Regions from separate parts of the Gossypium hirsutum genome. Here region 1 is linked to region 2. The links are chromatin contacts, called in public Hi-C maps. All regions are on one chromosome and are shown on one strand. The core of a region is the stretch at or near the end of the contact, and the rest is flanking DNA. Distances in the headings are between cores, read along the strand shown. Region 1 has its middle 8.5 kb from the start of LOC107887268. Region 2 holds the start of LOC107887265.

Region 1 (3,690 bases), core at 1,094-3,593, 69 kb after region 2:
GGCCATCCAATTTCTCCCTTTTTGTTTACATCTCATAGAATGAATGATTTCTTGTGCAAGAATAATGTTGTCCGAGACTATAAATCCAGCTTGTTCCTGAGAGATTAGCTTAGGGAAAATTACTTTAAACCTATTGGCAATCACTTTCATTACTAACTTGTATAACACCGAGCAAAGGCTGATAGGCCGAAATTGACTGAAGTCTTCAGGATTCTCATTTTTAGGGATTAAAACAATCAACGTGTTGTTCAGATCCTTCTCAATCTGTCTTCCAGCAAAAACCTCTTTGACCCATTGACACACATATCCGCCAAGCAAATCCCATTGACTTTGAAAGAAAAGGACATGGTACCCATCACTGCCAGACACTTTAAGAGGTGCCATATCAAATAGAGCCTTTTTGATTTCCTCGTTAGTAACATCAGCTTCTAGAAAAGAAACCTTCGTATGATTAAGACTAAAAAAATCAAATTTAGGCATACCCATTAAGGTGGGAGGAGTCTCACCATAAATCTTTTTAAAAAAGTCGACAACTTTTGCTTGCAAGATAACCTGGTCAGAACACCATTTGCCATTATCAATGCGTAAAGAAGAAATACGGTTGAAATTCCTTCTCTTGATCATACAGTTATGATAAAATTTAGTATTTCTATCTACCAATTATAGCCAATCACAACAAGCCTTCTGTCTCCAAAGTTAGTCTTCATGGTCAAGAATGTTCTCTAACTCGTCTCGAATTTCCAATTCCTTCTGAGAAAGGAAACTAGATAGATAGTGATCAATAGCTTTTTGAATATTATTAAGAGAGCGCATAAGAGTCCGTTTACGAGAGTTCAAGAAGCCATACACGTTCATGTTCTAAATTTTAATAGAAGAAGTAAAATTATTAAGAGAATCACTCATATTACTAGAATACTTCCACTTCTCTTTAACGAAGGTAGGAAAAGTGTTGTGATGTGTCAATCCCGCTAAGAATCTGAAAGGCCTGCTTATGGAAACACCAAGATTTGGGTTAGTATGAAGTAAGATAGGCCGATGATCCGACTTAATATGAGTTAGGTGACGAACTAAACACTGTGGGAATGATAGCATCCATTCGTAGTTAACGAATGCTCGATCAAGTCTTACAAAAGTGTCACATCTTTGCCAAATGAAGGAGGGTCCACTAAAACCTAAGTCCTGCAAAGCACAAGAGTCAACAAAGTTACCAAAGGATTCACAACGTTTGCCAACATTAAATGGGCTTCTCTTATCCGAGGGAGATAAAATTGTATTAAAGTCTCCCATAATAAGCCACGGAATAGATTGAGATGGGGAAACAGCTTTCAATCTTTCCCAAAGAAGCTTTCGTTTCGACCTGTTAAGGCTACCATAAACAAAAAAAAATGAAAATAGAATTATTGAAGATAAAGTTATCGACACGGATGGAAATAAATTGAGGATGACTGCAAGTAATATGAACCTAAACAAAGTTCTTCCATCCAACCCATATGCCTCCTGAGAAATCGATAGCTTCAACCCGATGAGAGGAATTAAAGCTCAATTGGTCAATAATAGAATTGGCTTTATTACCACTTACTCTTGGTTCAACTAGACAAATAATATCTGGATTAAATTCAGAATTATATTCATTAAAAGCCTGAATAAATTTCCTGCTAGCACAGCCTTAATAATTCCATGAGAAGATTTTAAGATTAGCATTCATCAATAAAAATATAAAAATAAAAATAAAATAAAATGAAGAACAATTCAAAAATAAAACCAAAACCACTCAAACAAATTTTAAAAGAAAAAACTCATAAACCAATAAACCGCCTTACTGTCCAGGGGTTGAAGACCCCTCCATCTATCTATATTTTCTAGAAAAAATTCCATCATCATTATTCTCTTTGGAAATATTTGAAATGCTTTCAGCCAGTTGCTCCATGGGCTTTTTTAAAGAAACCCGAAGGGAACTATGATTCTTGAAACGCACATTGCTGCCTTGAAGACTCTTATTTTGTTTGCTAATTTTGCCTCTGATTCTTGTCCCTTTTCCCGAATCAAGAAATCCCTTTATCGACGATGAACTGCTTATGCGGATTACTTTTTGTTTATCACGAAAAAGTACTGCCGAATGCTTCCCCGAGTCCAGCCTACCAACATCAACTGCTTTTCCACTTTTGATCGGATCATTCAAAGACGGGGTGGAACTATTAATAGTAAATTCCTTCTCGGTAGGAATGGTCTGATATTCTCTACCTTGTTTTTTAGCGCCTATCGTTTTAGCAAGAACACTGTCAGTACCTCCAGAACCATCAGCACCCAGTTGGGTCTTTTGGATCTGATTCTCTTCAACCTGCGTTGTCTAATCCAGTAGAGTCCAGGCCTGGACTAGTGAGTTATCTCTTAAGACCAAACTATTAGAAAGTTTATCTGAACCTTGTCCTGAAGCAGTAGAAATAGTGTAGGTCTTGTTAGAATCCAAAAGCAGACCATTAGTTTTCTTGGTGGACGGGCTAATACCGCATTTGGGCCCTATCTCCTTGCCTTTATCATTACTAACAATTTTATTAATCTTATTTTGTCTATTAATTTGAACCCCGAGACTTTCCTCTATTGATCCTCCATTAAAATATTTTCCTCTCTAGCCTTCTGAATTTCAGATATATCCCTGATTTTTGGATCTTTAATTAATTCTCTATTTTCAAATCCACTGAGATTGAAGCTTTCCTTTTCCCTCCCAAGATTCTCATTTGATTTCTGCAACTCGATCATTGATTTAAGCCTAGATTTCCTTTCAACGATCATCGAAGGATCGTAGTTACCATCTTTCTTCTCAGTAGCTTCAAATTTTGGTACCTCGATTCTTCCACCGGCGAGTCTCCGTTCACTCTCATCGAAGCTTCAGCAACCTTAAAATTGCATATACTTTCCACATGTCCATACCTTCCACAATGAAAGCAGATTGTGGAGAGGGATTCATATTCAACTCTTTGTTCACGACCATTGATCAAGATTTGCGACACTAGAGGTTCATTTAAATTAATATACATCGCTAATCTGGAAAAACATCCCCTTGTTCTACTATCAGTGTTCATGTCAAGCTTGACCACTTTTCCCACAAGATTTTCGATATCAGTAATAATTTTGCGGTTGTAGAGATAACTTGGTAGAGCGGGAAATCTAATCCATGTCATCACAACACTTGGAAACGCCTGAGTAGGATCAAAAGCCATTGTCCAATGCTGGACAGTCAAGTATTGGCCAAAAATTATCCACGGGCATTCCGAGAGAGCCTTTTCACAGTCTATATAGTTTTGAAATTTGACTAAAAAGTAGCCATTCTCAATGTCCATCATATGAAAAGGGGCTGAAGGTTTCCATATAGAATAGATTTTATTCTGCAACACTGAAAAACCGATATTGCGACCAAGAATTTTCAAGATCACAGTATTGCGCATGCTTTGAATAAGGATCCGATGGATTCGATCAAAAAATATGATGGAAGGCATTCCATTCACAATAGTTTTTTGAATGTCACATTCTAAAATATCTATATTCTCCTTATCATTCGCTTCTTCAAAGCTACTCTTTGATGATTCACCGACTAGTATATCCCTCCACGAGGTATTCTAATTAGAGGTCAATTCAACCACCATGTCATTACTCTTTTCTACCTCTTTGTCTCTGAATTTGACCTTCTTGGGG
Region 2 (3,934 bases), core at 821-3,320:
GTAAAACAGTAAAAATAGGTTTCTCCACGGTTAATGCAATGAGTATGCCAGGGGGGAGATGAGAGCAATATCTACCAAAAAAATAAAGTTCTTCGAGTATAAAGCTCAAACACCTCAGCAAACTCCTTTCTCTAAATCAGTTCATCAAAATATGTCCTTGACGCATGGCTAATATACTAATAAGTAGAATTGATAATGGCCAATGGGTCCAATTTTGAGCAGTACATGTTAAACATGATAAGAAATTTAATATATCCAGCAGATTCAGAATTAAAAGCTTACAATTAGAGCAGCAGAACGGCAAAAGGCAGCTCCACTGGCATTTGATGCAGTATATTCATCATACTCAGCTTCCAAAATTTGCCGTTCTGCCTCTGCAATGGCCAAGAGGCGAGGATCACGCAAATCCACAGGGGTGCCAGAGATTGTCCAGCCTCCACTGTAAGACAGATACAAAAATTAAAACGATGGAATCTTCCAACCAGATTATACAGACTAATCTGTCAAGCAAGTTTAGATCAAAGTTTGTGATGGATGTCATGCTTGATAAATCTCATAGCATATGCTGATTTCATCTTTACAAGAAGTCCACCAAATACCAGCCATAGCATAGAAATGTCTTACATGTGAGACCATCTAACTTACCCAATATCAATAGCGGTTTCTTCAGTTTGGGGGCGAGGTGGAGCGATATAACCAGGTTGATAAGGCTGCACAGCAAATTAAAAGGATAGACTACATCAGCAAGGAGTCAAAACAACCAATAATCAATAGCCACTGAACAAGAAGTAAGAATTTAACATCATGATTAAAATCCATACTGTGTCTGACCAAAAAGTTGCTCATATTTAACCACTATCGTGATAAATTCTGAGAAGTAAAAAGAACTATGAAAGGAAAACTGCATGATAAACCAGGAATAACGAAACAAGGCCTTTTCCCATCAATCAAATGGTTTATTAATATTCTTCCTAAAAGCAGATGATACTTGATCACCCTATTCCACACTCATTTGCAACCGCTTACTTCAAAAGCCACAAACTTTCTTTTCTTACAGACACAAAAGGGCCTACAGGCGCTAGTTGAAAATCTTATGACAAATTAAAAGGATGAAATGAAGCTGCAGCAGGCAATGCATGTCTCTAAAACAAAATAACAATATCAAAATAAGGGACATTAAGGCAAGCATATACCTGATGACATATCTCGCAAATGATATCTCCTTTCTCGTTGCACCAATGTTGCACGCATTTCCTATGCGCATACTGCAATTTAAAACAGATGGCATTAATAATATCAAAGCAAGTAATGCTAATTTCGATATTTAGCTTAATTTTACGAGGTTCATTAAACTGCAAGCGGAATCTAGAAAGCTCTAGATAATACACTTTATATTAAAAAAAATTCTTAATCAATTTTTTAATAATAATAATAATATTACCTTGAGGCTGCCGCTGCAGGCACAAGGGGTCTCAAGATTCTCAACGGAATCTTCCTCCTGGCAAATGCGACACTCCGCCGTTTGAATGAGCGGCTCCTCTTCGCCGCCTCCACGGAAGATCTCCTTTTCCTTGGGCGAGCAGGATGGGCCCGAAATCTCCGTTGAGGGACCAGCCTCCGACTCCACCGGCTGTAACGGCACCGGCCTCACCAGACGATCCACATACAAAACCAGGTGATCACTCATAATTTCTGCAAAGTTAACAAAATATTTTCAATTTTCATTGCTTAATTCAATCCAAAAAATAAAATAAAAAACCCCGTAATCGCGCTGAGTAAGAGCAGCGAGTCGGAGGTTTCCAAATTGGAAAATGAGGGAAAATAATTCTTTGAAAAAAAATTACCTTTAGCGGACGAAATGGGGAATTTATGTTGGATGAAGGGAAGTAACGAAGAAATCGGGGAGAAATTTTCTAATTAAGCTTCTTTTGCTGCGAACGCTTCTTTGTTTCCTTTCTAAATTTCCAACGATTGTAGTTTTTCTTTGTAGGATTTTATTCTTTTTATCTTTTTTCTTTTCCAAATTTATGAGTTTAGCAGAGGATTCGAGGGTGAGAGACACGCTGACGTCAATGCAAACGGCTCTAAGGGTATTTTTGGAATTTAGAAGTCGCAATGCCATTGCGCGTTACCTAACAATTCTCTCTTATTTCGGTGGCTGTTCGACTGGTGTTGGCGGTTGAAACTGGCAACTTCCTCTTAAACATTAATTCAATTATTTTATCCATATTATCTATATTATTATTTAAATCTCTAACTAATTGAGTTTGTTAGTATAACTCAATTGAAAATTTATTATACTATCCTCACCTATTTTAAATAAATTATATTTTTAAATAATACTTTTGTCTATTTACATTTTAAATAAAACTTATAAAAAATTACAAATGATTAGATTTCAATGCATACCATTAATAAAGCTTAAAACCTCAATTTTACTAGTATAATCAATGTTTCTATACTATTATTTAAACCCCTGGCTGATTGAGTTAATGTCACGAGTCAACTAAAAATAACCTCGATTGAAAAATTATTGAGCTGAATAAGTTGTTAATATGCTAATAAAACAAAATCTGAATGTAAGTGACAACGAAAGTAGGCACCTTTGGTTGCATTGCGTAACACAATAAAAACATACAACAAAAAATTGTTTACATGTTTCAGTTTCCCTACATCTCAAAGCATGGATCGGTGAGATAAATCCATTATCCTTAAACTCAATACAAGAAGTGACTTGAGTCCTATCACACTCCAGTATAGTAAGCTCACTATCCAAAGACTAGATTTCTCAAATCTAAATTTTCCACCAAAAACTTAAGTTGTAAAACCAGAAAACAAACTGGTTTTACTATCTCAAATGCACTTTAGAAAAAAATGTCTCTCTATAAACCAATGAGTGCTTTCAATACTTTGTATATAAACATATACATCTCATAAATATATAAAAATTCAAGACTTACTAACATACTAGAAGTACTACAATTCAAATCCTTATTAAATAGCAGCTAAAATAGCTAAAATAATATACTAATTAAGACCAAAGTGGACTATTGAAAGATACATCTTTAGTGCTCTTGATTCAATCTCCATAAAAGTAAGGGGTTTGATATGTAAGATCTTATACTATTCAATTCTCAAAATGTGTTTCTCGAAATGAATTTATCTTCATTGACAAGCTTGTATACTTCAATAATATCAACATCGATTATAGCTCAATATTTTGTTTCCAAAAATTGCCAACATTCAAGTAAGACAACTAAATTGGTCGTCACAATGATGACTAAAGTGGACAATTCTATTGCCACATAGACAACTACTTCAAAAACTTACTTCAACAATATCCCTTTTGGAAACTTTTGAACAAAACCATGTAAACCAATAAGCTAATCAATGTAACAACCATAGTTTCCCCTCATCACAATTCTCTTAATCCAACATACTTAACTTAAAGTATAATTAAGCATATTAACCATCAATACTTTATTTTGGATTTGCATCAATAATCAAATACTATAATTATATCTAAATAAGGTGCAGATAAGTAAATGTGCATCAAAGTAAAAAAAAATAATAATAACCAACCATTTTAAAAGTTTCAAAAGTTCATTATTAAAATAAAGAGGTTGTATATATAAAGATGGATAATGATTTTAACTCTTAGTAATAAAATAAAATAAAAATAAAAATAAGGAGAATTTTGAAACTAAAAATTAAAATTGTTGAACGAATGTTATCAAATAAAATTTAAGAAATAAATATGATAAAAATCTAGTCAGAGGTGAATATCAATTTTAATTCATTAGTTTGATCATTAATGTAAATATAAAATTCAATTTGATAAACTAGTTCTAGTTATCGAAAAAGTGAATAGGAGCCAATATCTCATTATCTTCTCAATAAACCCATAACAAAACAGCTAAGACTTAATTTGCCA

Evidence for each region. A called contact is a pair of places that touch in the nucleus more often than the background predicts.
Region 1: a Hi-C map of leaf shows a contact between it and region 2, with 2.0 times the contacts expected there. The contact joins the enhancer-like site here to the promoter of LOC107887265 in region 2. A contact is called at or near these places in 4 of 34 Hi-C or Micro-C datasets (all in leaf).

What each region holds. Positions count from the first base shown.
Region 1 is chrA03:66,270,173-66,273,862 of Gossypium_hirsutum_v2.1, forward strand. No RefSeq gene overlaps it. Among protein-coding and RNA genes, the nearest start is that of LOC107887268, 8.5 kb to the right of the region's middle. Within about 2 kb of position 2,344, at least 8 of the 9 cell types and tissues checked have an H3K27ac peak or open chromatin away from gene starts, as enhancers often do. A contact at or near this core is called in leaf, where this site is marked.
Region 2 is chrA03:66,201,595-66,205,528 of Gossypium_hirsutum_v2.1, forward strand. LOC107887265 reads right to left here and starts at 2,071. Exons shown (of 8, transcript XM_016811454.2): 1 at 1,845-2,071; 2 at 1,442-1,692; 3 at 1,194-1,265; 4 at 646-710; 5 at 283-439. The coding sequence starts at 1,687.